2 separate regions of the Mus musculus genome follow, and region 2 is linked to region 1. The links are chromatin contacts, called in public HiChIP or PLAC-seq maps. All regions are on one chromosome and are shown on one strand. The core of a region is the stretch at or near the end of the contact, and the rest is flanking DNA. Distances in the headings are between cores, read along the strand shown.

Region 1 (6,045 bases), core at 199-2,698:
TTCTGAGTTCAAGGCCAGCCTGGTCTACAGAGTGAGTTCCAGGAAAGCCAGGGCTACACAGAGAAACCCTGTCTCAAAAAAAAAAATTAAAATAGAATTACTTTATGATTTAGATTTCTTTATGTACATATAAAGAGTGAAAATAAGATCTTGAAGAGACATTTGCACAACCATGGTCATATTTACATGATTAATAATAAGCACGCAGGCTACAGACTAGGTAAGGTGCTTATCCTAGCTACTTTGGGTTTGATATTTCTTGTTCATGCCCAGATTTGTATATATTTCATATTTATTATATTTATAAATAGCATATAGTTTTCACATATTTTAAAATGTACAGGAATAGATTCTTACTATTAATTTTGCATTGCATCTTGTTTGTTTGCTGACCCTTGATTCTGAAACACCCAGTTTTCAGAAGTTGGTTCTGAGACATTATGGAACCTAAATCTGGCTTGGTTTCCGATGGGTACTTCTAAATTCTCCTGCCCCCTCACCTCACTTCTAAACTCTCCTAGCCTCTCCTCACCTTGTTGCTTAGGTGTCCACTCTTCATCAGAATCCTCACTGTCATTTATTTGGGGTTTCATTGCTTGCCTTTGGTAACACATGAAAGCTGGTCTAGGGGCTCTGAGACCTGAAAAGCAGCAAAATATTCCTCTTAAAAAGGCCCTAGAGGATGGAACAAATGTATCACAAGGCCAGGTAGGCTCTGGGTGTGGAGATGAGATCTCTACAGGGCCAGTGCTAACATTTAGTCCTGGACACACAGACACACACACACACACACACGTTTCCTCTAAACTTGTCTCCATTGGGAACTGTACCACTGTAGATACCTGGGAAGACCCTAACATAACATGGGAACATGGGAACTGAGATTTTATTTTTTTAATCTAGACTGGTTCAACCGAAGACTTCTTGTTACCTATTGAAATCAGCATTTTATAGTTCCTTTTCACATTTCTATAGCGAATTTTCTCCCACTCTCCCATCTCTGCCCATTCTTCTTTGGAGAAGTATATGGAAATGTCTTTGAATTCATCTTTGACCTGGGGGAAAAAAAATAAAAACAAAAAACGGAACATGCTGGGCCGGGCTTGGGACCCTGGAATGTGGTCTCAGTGACCAAGGTTATCCTCCCATTCCCAGAACCTTCTTTAAGCAAACACTGGATGTTCATGCTGACAGAGCAGTTGCTAATGAGCCTTTCCTCTCTCACATATCGGGACCCACCTTCTTGTCATAGGAAAAATCAATATGGTATTGGTACTCAAGGCTGTTTGCCTCTGCCCACCCCATGATCCTCCTGACTCAAGGATAACTTCGTACTACCTTGGGTTTCCACTCGAATTTCCCTGTATCTTCTTCAGGACTATTTTCTTCCAGCTTGTTGGTGTTCATGGTGCAGGACATTTCACTGGAGAGGTCCAGGGTCCTATGGTCCTATGGATGAAGAGGTAACTAAGGGCCTTAGGCGATCAGAGATGCCCACCAGCACATGGGAAGGAGCTAGGGGCTGGGAATCCATGCAGCCAACACAGGCAGCTTCTTCGGACTCCGAGGTCTAGTACTCTGGTGCAGGAGCAAGGATTCTGGACTGAGCCCTAAACCTAGGCACCGACCCTCCGTCCGGGTCAGGACCTGCGACAGCAAGGAAGGAAGATTCCTCCCGCCAACCGGTGTCCCCCCCCACCCCATTCCCACTTGCTCTTCATCTGGACCAAGGAGTCAGCCAGGGTCTGAAAGATGTTTTCAGGTAAATGGATTCGGGAATCCCGAGTACAAGGGATTGAAGTCCCTCTGGTGAAAATGTAGGAACGCTCTGGCTGAGATTTTAACTTTGGGGACCTCGGGCTGAGGAGTGGGGTGCATCAGATTGAAGGAATTGGGTTCGTAGGCTAGAGGAGTCTTTCAGGCTGTGAAATAAGGTTTGGAGACTCGCAGTCTGACGAGATTTGACGATTATGTCACGAAGAGTTGGGATTTGTCACGTCGGAGGTATTTAGGGTCCTGCGGGACGAGAGCATTTAGGATCTCTGGAAGCCAATCTGGAGTGACAGACAGGTCCTCGAGACCGAGGGCGTCTGGGGTCTTTGGGGCTTAGGAGAGTCTCTACGCTGAGAGTCCAGGTTTCCTGTCTGGAAACTTAGTCTCTCTGAGGCGAGCTACCCAGGTTCCTCAGGCAGAGGCTGGGTTGGTTCCGCACAAGTGCATTTGGGACCTCACTCAGCCAAAGGGCGTTTGGAGTTCCCGAGAAGCTGAGGTGACCGGGTGTGTGCGTGTGAGCGCGCGCGCGCGTGTCACGCTGAGGGGGTCCGAATCTAATTTAGGGGATATGGGGTCTCACGGGCTGAGCCTAGAAAGCCTCGCTGGTCCTGAAGGTTTCGCCTGCACTCATGGTCCAGAATCCCGCGGCTCTGAGGCCACCGCCGGCGTTCGTCCCTCTGAGGAGTTCCGAGGCTGACTGACAGGAGAATCCGCCAATTGACAGACAGCTGGCTGAGGGGCGGGAACAAGAAAAGCGGAGGGCGGAGCTCTGCCTGTCAGTCAGGGTGCAATTCCTGCCCGTGGCTTTCTCCAGGCTGCCCCTCCCCTCGCTGGGATTGCCAGGCCCCTGCACGAATCAGGTAGTGGCCAGCGCGCAGGCGCACACTTGTTCTCTGTGCGGCGTCCGTTCCTTCAGACTCCTCTTTTTCAATGTGGCAGGCTGTGTTACCTGACCTGTGTCCTGTCTACTAAAGGTCTTAAAACCATGGAGCAGAGCTTTAAGTGCTTAGGTCTGCTCTAGAGTGGGGTTTCAGTCAATCTCCAATTGGAGCTGGGCACCGGGAAGCCGGGGATGAGGGTGGGACCGGAAGTCCAGCTTTGGCAGGCATACCCTGAGCTCACGTCTCGCCTGAGATAAGTAGCTTAATCAAATAGATAGACAAAATCAAAACAAATAAGGCTCTCCGGAAAAGAACCTAAAAATTAGGCTATGAAAGAGTTTAAAAAAAAAAAATTTAAAAGCCTCTAATTTAACAATAACTTTAATAAATAAGCACATAGGTTTACTAAAATGTTCGTGGCGTAATAATAGAGTGCCTTGGCTAATATAAATCGTTATTACTGAATAGAAATTAGCTTATAAGAGGGGTGGAGAGATGGCTCAGTGGTTAAGAGCACTTACCGCTCTTGCAGAGTACACACATTCTCTTCCATCACCATCGCGGGGGCAGCTCACAACCCCTCACCCCGTAACTCTAGTTCATGGGATCTGATGACTTTGATGACTTACGTGGTGCACTTACGTACACTTAGACCTACGAAAATACACATAAATAAATAGATCTTTTAAAAAGAAATTAATTTAAAATGTCTAGTGATAAGAATACGAACTACCCGCTGCTAGTGCAAAATAAACAGGCACAGGTGCGATACCCCAACTCTAGTTTGACTTTCCCTTCAATTCTGCTACCTAAGCAATATTAGACTTTTAAATATATATATGTATATATTATTATATATATTATATATGTGTATATATATATATACATATGTATATATATGAGATTTAAGAACTTTTGATAGTGCTGTGAACGCACTGTTTATTGGCTGCCCTAAGTTTGAAATATGTAGACACAATCAGCTTAAATCTATGACTGACTTCTTTTTTTTGTTTGTTGGTTTGTGAAAGAAAGATGAAATTTCAAGACCTGTAAGTCATATAAAGTACTCAGAAATTGCTGGTTGTTTGTGAGCCTAGAGGCTGCCTGGGGCTGAGAAAAAAGAAAAACAAACCTGGGTATGCCCCGTAGTTAAAACATTCCTGGGAACAGCTTAACCATAAGATAAAGGGGAATGTGAGGACATAACAGGGCTATCTGAACTGAGTCAACAACTCACAGAACTCTGACATCCTACAAGTACATGTAATTTTTCTGCTGATGTTTGAATAAGCCAATAGTGTATCGCTATGCTGAATTCCACACACCTAAGCCCCTTACCCCATAAAAACCCCTAGCTTTCGAGCCTCGTGGCTATCTCCTATGTGGGATGCATGTTGGTCCGGAGCTCCGTAATTAAACGACCTCGTGTAATTACATCAAGGTGGTCCTTCGTGATTTTTTGGGTGCACACCAAATCGGGAATTGAGTGGGGGTTTCCCCTCTAGGTTCTAACATTTTTTTTTTCACCTGTGATGGAGTTTATTGTGGAGAAAAGTAACAGAACTTGGCTGGATAAAGAAAGGAATTTGGACATATAACTAGTGTGGGTGCTTAGCCCCAAGCCTCAGCAGCCCAGCCATGGGTCTGCACGGTTCTTTCGCATCAAGAAGTTAATCTTTCGAGTCATTTCCATGTTGTAGATCCTCCAGCATGTTTCATAGCTCTCCCACTGGTGGCAGCAAGGCTTCTCATAGTAGCGTCGTCGCTTTATGACTTCCGTAAGCCCATCCGTGGTAAGGATTCTGTTTAGGGTCCTGCAGGCACCTTCCACGTTCCCCTCCTGAACCATCACAGTCCTGGCAATGAACTTCAGATGTTTAGCCATGGCCTTGTATTTAAATCTTCATTCTTCCGGGACTATAGACTGGGGGCTCCGAATTTGGACTCCGGACTCTCTATGACTGACTTCTTAGTTTGTCTCTCACTTGCCGAGATTGTCTGGGATGAATTTATTTAAAGAACTGTAACGGTAGATGTAAAATCTGAACAAATTAGGAGCTTGATGACCCACATAATAGTGGCAGGAGAAAGTGGACTGCACAAAGTTGTTCTCTGACCTCCACTGGGCCATGCAGGAGAACCATGCACGCACGCATGCAGGCACACATGCATGCACGTCCTCTACCAAAACATAGCAGTTCAGACTTTGAAATATTGATAGGCAATGAACTGAGAACAGCAATGGAAAGAAGTAGATTATGAATTCGTAGATGCCTGTTCAGATATATATAAAAAAAAATAGTAAGTACATTACACGGGAATTAGGCAATCCTAAAACTCAAATGAAGCTCCACAAAAGACAGAAATCTGAGACTGATTGTTAATAAAAGCAAAATTGAGGAACTCTAATTTCCTGTGGTGGGGAGACAAAGCTACAGATAAGGCTTGGAGATTCATTTTAAGAATAGGCAAGGGGCTGGAGAGATGGCTCAGAGGTCAAGAGCACGGACTGCTCTTTCAGAGATCCTGAGTTCAATTCTCAGCAACCACATGGTGGCTCACAACCACCTGTAATGAGATCTGATGCCCTCTTCTGGCACGTAGGCATACATGCAGGCAGAATACTATATATAATAAATAAATCTTAGAAAAACAAAACAGTCAAGTTCAGTTGGGACTGGTGGCATAAGTCTGTACTACCAGCCTCTTGGGAGCTCAGAGAAAGAGAAGGCTTGAAGATACAAGGGCGTTACGTACCACTTAGTGAGACGTGGTCCCAAAATGAAGGAAGAGGACTGGGAATATAGGTCAGTGATAGAGAGGTTGGTAGCATGCATGGAGCTCCAAGTGCAATCCCTAGTACCACACACACAAAGATCTAAATTCCAGTAAACTCTCTGCTGAAATAAGTCTACTATACTAAGGAAAGGTATACTAAGGTTCTGGTTGGAAGGTAGAGTTAGATGAAGTATTCACTGAGAATTCATTGTGAAAGGACTCTATGCTGTCCCATTTTTCATGATGATCCCCCAAATATTCCTCAGTTAATGCCATACACATTAATCTTCCTCTCATAAAGACTCAATGATCAGTACATACTGATGTAGAAGAAACTCACTGTAATAGAAGTGATTTAATGAAGCAATTGCTAATAGATTTGCTTAGAAGACATTAAAGCAGAAAAAGTCGGCCGGGTGTGGTGGCACACACCTTTAATCTCAGCACTTGGGAGGCAGAGGCAGGCAGATTTCTGAGTTCAAGGCCAGCCTGGTCTACAGAGTGAGTTTCAGGACAGTCAGGGCTACACAGAGAAACCCTGACTCAAAAAAAAAAATCTTAAAAAAATAAATAAATATGGGACTCTTACTTCTCACTCTCTTACCTCTTACCC
Region 2 (5,912 bases), core at 2,670-5,169, 120 kb after region 1:
CTTGACCCAGGTCCACTGGTTGGTGTGTCTGCTTCTACACCATCTTTTAAACCTCATTCTTCCTCCAGGAAGAAAAGTCTGTCATCTCAGACTTCTAAATGGGCAGGGAGGAGAGCAAATCTCCACCAAGGACAAGAATCCACTTTCTGACTTTGGACTTGGCTTCATGTATACCATTGGCAATCCTTATCCCTAATTACTGCAGCAATCAGTCCTTGTAGGTCTTTGTTAAAACCCAGGCCATTTAGTCACACCACTTCCATTGGTAGGCATTTTCCAGAGGCTTCATTATGCCATGGTCTCACACATGCTGGTTCGTGATCCGCTAAAGCGAGAGTGAATGAGCATGTGTAGTGTGGTTAGGGAAGGCTTGCTGGAGAAACACAAGACACAGAACACATGGCTACTTGTGTACTTAAATGTACAGTGACAGCGATGTGTCTCCATTTGCCCTCTCTTCTGTTTTGTGAGTATCTCCCACTAGGAGAGGCAAAGAAAGAAAAAAAAATTAATGCAGCCCAGGAAAGTCTCAGCCTGATATATTTGCTGTCCTCGAAGTTTGGATGAAGCAACGTGAAGATGAACTTCTATTGTCTGTGAACACAACCTTGGTAGTTAGTTCAGATGTAACTGGGTACTGGAGTGCTTTTTAGAAATGCAGTATATTTTCACAGCAGCCCTGCATGGACTGTTTAGTATGTATGCATCTTCCTTGAACAACATCTCTACAGCCTTCACTTCCACACCCATGATCCATTGCTGTAGTCTTTTTCTCTGGGTGATAACTCATGGCCTCCAGATTGCTCTAGCATTGGTCACCGGTGACTTCATTTGTATTTCCTGTTCTTATATCATTATCAGGACGAAGCATTTCTTAGCTTAGTCCATCAGCTTACTACTAAAAGTTACAGCCACGTTGGTCTCACACTGTTTATGTGCCTACTTTGGGCTTATGATTTATCACAATACAAACATTTTGTGACCAACCCATTCCTATCTCTCATTCAATGTCTTGGTGACTTTACACTTTCTTCCTAATTCAGTCACTTCTGTTTTCAGCTTTTTCTAATATCAGTATACAACTCTATTCTACAATGTAAGGTATTTCACTCTGATCAATTCTACCCCATATCAAGAATTCAAGCACCTCCAATTCCTTGATAGTCTCTCTAAGCCCCACCCCCACCCTCCCCATTTCCCTCAAGCAGTGGAATTAACTTGTTTTCTTTTACCTCATTGAATTCTGTCTTTTGAAAAGCTCGAGGCTTAAAAAAAAAAAAAAAAAAAAAAAAAAACCTCACAGCTTAGTATACTACGAATAGTATATTTAAAACAAAGAGTAAATATGTCAAAAATACCTTTCTAATAATGAAAGTTTTCTTGTGTGTGAAACTTCAGTTTCAGCTATAACTTGCTTAGTGTAGAGTGATTATTAAGAATTCGTGTGAACTGGGTGTTGGTGTGAAAGTTCAACCCTAGCTTTTGATATGTTAAATGCAAGCAGAAAGACATGGGTGAAACCTTTTCACTCCTCAGGTTTGCAAGACAATTATCTTTCTACAGGGGTCAAGAAAGTCAGCTTGGAGTCTCAAAGATAATCACTGTCCTTTTCGGGGTAGCTTCTTTTGTGCAGTAATCCTCTGCTGGCTTTTGTGTGATAAAACCTCAAGCCTGGGGCAGGAAGGCTGCAAAGAGGAATTAAAGCTGTCAGTATAAATTGTGAAATATCCTATTAGCCATACCAAGTTTGAGTCGCAGCTTCCATACAGATTTTCAGTTGTTTAAGCAAAGAAGACAGCTTTTCTTACTGGCCTCAGTCACTGCTGAGGAGGGGGAAGCTGCAATGACAAGCAGATAGACGGGAAGAGATGTGGGATGGACAGGAAGGCCGTTTCTCTGTTAAAGTTCTTCTCTAGCAAACTAGGTCAGCCAGGTGGGCCTGGGTAAACATTGTGGTTAGCACACCATTCCTTACAGTCGAGAGTTAAACAGATGCATCGGGGCAGGGGTTTCTACCAACTCTTGTGTCCTTACTACCCACAATATCTTTAAAACCAAAACCAACTAACCAACCAAAGAACCAACAACCAACCAACCAAACAAACAAAAAACTGTTGTGTTTTTAAGCATATCTAAGCAAATCTCATTAAGAACTGTCCATTTTCAGGATGAACAGCAACAAAACACCCTTTGTCTCCTCATAGGGATTAAGTACTAGAAAATAAAGAGGAAAAAAGAAATGAGTGTATGAAACAAATAACATGGAAGGTGGCAGCTTTTAGAAACATTCGGATTACATTTTAGAGGAGTTAGAGTTGGGCAGGTTGGTACAGGCCTTTAGTCCCAGTACTTGGGAGGCAGAGGCAGGAGGATCTCTAAGTTTAAGGCCAGCCTGGTCACTTATTGAGTCCCAGAACAGCCAGAACTCCATAGCGAGATCGGGCCTCAGAGAATAGTAACAAGTGACCAGACACAGAGTGGATAACAATGGCTACAGTAATCCACTTGGTAACATGCTGGCATACAGCTGCTTTTTAAAATAGAGGTGGAGATAGTATGAAGAGGGGTTTTGAGAGACGGTAATGAGTTTCTTCTTAAACACAATAAATCTTATGTGCAGAAAATTCAAGTGGAAAACTCAAAATAGTGTTTGGTAAAATCTCATTCCAGACCCCAGAAAAAAGTGAGAGTCAGGGATTTCAGAATTTGTGTAAGGTGGTCAGGTAGGTGACTATAAAGTCACAAGTATGGCTGAGTGAAGCATGCAGGAATCTGAAATGTAGGGAAAAGACAAAGATCATAAAACAAAATAGGAAACTAACTTGTTAATTTCGGCCTTGCATTTGTTGGGCAATTGCACAGACAGTATAGACAACACCTTCACATTTCCATCTTTCTCTCCGCTATTTCCATTCGTAGGGTGTGGAAGCAGTGGTAGGTTAGCACAGAGGGACCACTGGCATTCTGAGAGCTGCACCCAGGAGGCTGCTGGGGCTTCGGGAGCTCGTTAGCTTCCTAAGAGCCACAAACCAACAATCATACCTCTTTACTGCTTCTGGTTTTCATATTCCCTTCTTTATAACTTCAGAGTGGGGATCACATTATATTATTCAGAATATTTAAATGTAAAACACATTTTTGGAGGGGGAGGAGCAGAAATTTCCAAGTTCATGATTATCTGCATGTACACCTGAGTGTTGTTGTTTTTTTTCTTTTTAAAAAGTGTTTCTGTTACTGTTATTGTGGTTGCTTTAGTCTACCAGAAATCAGAATTTTAAAACTCTCAACATAAATCACTTCCATCCCAAAATTCAACTCTTCATTCATTCATTCATTCATTCATTTAACAACTTTAAAAATTAAATTGCAACTCACATTTAATAAGATCATTACTTTAAAGACTGGTTTTAACACATCCACAAGGGGCAAAAACTAATGCTTACCATGTGCCAGATTTCTGCTTGATTCATAAACCACAACTCAGATTTTTAAAATCAGACCGTCAGTGTCAGTTTTCCAACGAAACCAAGCATGTCCTTTAAGTTGTTTACTTCAGATAGGCAAGACAAGGTTGAGGTCCCCCGTGTTCCTGGCCAGAGATTAATGTAACAATGGGAACAGATGAAACATGTTTTCCAAGCCAAAGACAATGCGGAGCGCTGAGTCAGCAAACATCTCCTCCTGTGCACAGCATTGCCAGCTTGTGAACTTGGACCTCTGTCTCTGGTGTTGGACAGGTGAGAGAAGGCCTAGGCACCAGCTAGAACCTGAGACCATCATATTCTAGGATTGTGAGGAACTCAATCACCGGTATCTTCCACCTCCACTTTGCAGAGCCAGGAACCCAAGAGCAGAGAGACTCAATGATCAGCCCAGGGGCAAACTCAGAACAAAGCCTCACATTCACACCGAATGCTTTCTTCATTGTGGTGATCAATTCTCCTTAGAACTCATGATTCCAGCGGGTGGTGGTGGTGCACGCCTTTAATCCCAGCACTTGGGAGGCAGAGGCAGGAGGATTTCTGAGTTTGAGGCCAGCCTGGTCTACAAAGTGAGTTCCTGGACAGCAGAGAAACCCTGTCTCAAAAAACAAAAACAAAACAAAACAAAAAAAACAAAGCAAAAAAAAAGAAAAAGAAAAAAGAAAAAGAAAAAGAACTCAAGATTCACTTTTTAAATCTATTTTATTTTTTTGAGACAGCTTCTCTGTGTAGCCCGGATTGTCCTGTCTGTCGATCAGCCTGGCTTTGAACTCAGAACTCTGCCTGCCTCTACCTCCTGAGTACTGGGATTAAAGGTGTGCACTACCATTGCACAGCAGGACTCCGGATTCTTGAAGGAATTTGCAAGACTTCTAAGACAATGGCTGAGTGGCTGGTGGAAAAACCATGCTGTTCTGTCAGTGGAGATGGCACACCGGGGAATGCAGAGAACACTGGAAGACTGCAGAGAGCTATCCTAGTCCCCCAGTCTCTCTTTGAAGCCTTATTCCCTTCCATAGGATTCTCCCCTTATGACTTAATCACCTTTGTATATGATCTGTATCTGTGACTATATCTTAGCATATAAATTTGGGGGTATATTCATACCACAGCAACACAGGTTACATTCTATGGTAGCATTCCATTCGTGTAAGGCATGAATCCGTTCCAGACCAGTTCTGTCTTTTCCTTGTTAAACAATATTCTACATCAAACCACAGGGAACTTTAAAACGTGAAGATCAGACACTAGGCAAGGACCAGCAGATTCACAGTACTTGCTTCTTCTCAAGGGCAATCTAAATAAATATTTATTTTAAAAGTCCTAAAAAATAAAAAGGGAACTTGGAATGTCACCCCACTGACTGACTAAGAAATTCATAGGAAGCTGTCATCGATATACCTTAAACTTATTATCTTGCTCTTCCACTGTAACAATGAGGCTCCATCAGGTGCAGAAAATGTTCTATCATTTTGTTTATTTCCTAGGGAAGGTGGTCTTTATGGTATACTTAAGTAAGTGTTAACAATATGAAACTCGGTTGGGTGGTGGTGGTATAGACACTCAAAAGATCAAATGCTTTGCTTTGATAACTTCTGGAGCAATTTCAGCCACCTTGGGACACTTAACAGTAATCAGCTACTATGGCTGCCCTAACAGAGTATCACAGATGGGCTGGTTACAAAACTGAAGTTTATCCCCCTGGTTTCTAGAACCTAGAAGTCCAAAATCATTAGGGTGGGGCCCTTTAGGCTTTGTTCTTGGTACTAGATGGCTGTTGCCCTGGGTCATCCTGGGGTCTTTTCTCTACATCAGTGTCCAGGGCTCAATTCTCAAAAGGACAACAGCTCATCCTATATTAAGATCTACCCTAAGGACATCATTTAAACTTAATTACCTTTTCAAGGTAATTATTCCACAGAGAGTCACATTCTGAGGTAGAGGGGGTTAGGACTTCAGTACATATGCACGTGTAAAGGACCTACCCCAGACACACTTTGCAGTGACACATCTTGCAGGATAAATGTTTAACAGTCAGCTTTCCAGAAAGAAATAGGCCCAAGTGGCCCCATTTGATAATCTCTGCAGTAAATTTCTCCTACACGACCAGTTTAAAACTACAAACATGATTCTGCCAAATGTAGAGTTGGGGAGTGACTAGGAGCACAAACACACACATCCTATCCTGGAGCTACAGGGGCCATAAACAATGCCAACACAGACATGCAATATTTACCAAACAAAACAAAATACTTAAAACAAATATCAATTGTTGGCAGGCTTTTCTGTGTGGTTTATGGATCTTCTCGATTATGTACTGTAGTTTTAAAAAGCAAAGATGAAGGCAACCCATTTTTGAGACTCCTTATTGCAAGGAATATTACTGTAAATTCTTGCTTGTTTGTTTTCAAAAGAAACAAAAAAAAGACA

The links. HiChIP or PLAC-seq counts read pairs in DNA pulled down with a chosen protein or histone mark.
Region 2: an H3K4me3 HiChIP or PLAC-seq map of embryonic stem cells shows a contact between it and region 1, with 14 read pairs. The contact joins the enhancer-like site here to the promoter of Prdm9 in region 1. A contact is called at or near these places in 9 of 39 promoter capture datasets (the 3T3-L1 cell line, the C10 cell line, the HPC-7 cell line and 5 more), 1 of 484 Hi-C or Micro-C datasets (pre-hematopoietic stem cells), 6 of 115 datasets of contacts at active chromatin or transcription factors (bone marrow-derived macrophages, embryonic stem cells, extraembryonic endoderm stem cells and 2 more) and 2 of 9 other capture datasets (adipose tissue and liver).

Annotation. Positions count from the first base shown.
Region 1 is chr17:15,561,883-15,567,927 of GRCm38.p6, forward strand. Prdm9 (PR domain containing 9) reads right to left here and starts at 1,449. Exons shown (of 10, transcript NM_144809.3): 1 at 1,339-1,449; 2 at 932-1,055; 3 at 533-640. The coding sequence starts at 1,407. It also overlaps the pseudogene Gm6686.
Region 2 is chr17:15,676,527-15,682,438 of GRCm38.p6, forward strand. No RefSeq gene overlaps it. Among named protein-coding and RNA genes, the nearest start is that of Chd1, 25 kb to the right of the region's middle. Within about 2 kb of position 3,920, at least 5 of the 459 cell types and tissues checked have an H3K27ac peak or open chromatin away from gene starts, as enhancers often do. A contact at or near this core is called in embryonic stem cells and extraembryonic endoderm stem cells, where this site is marked.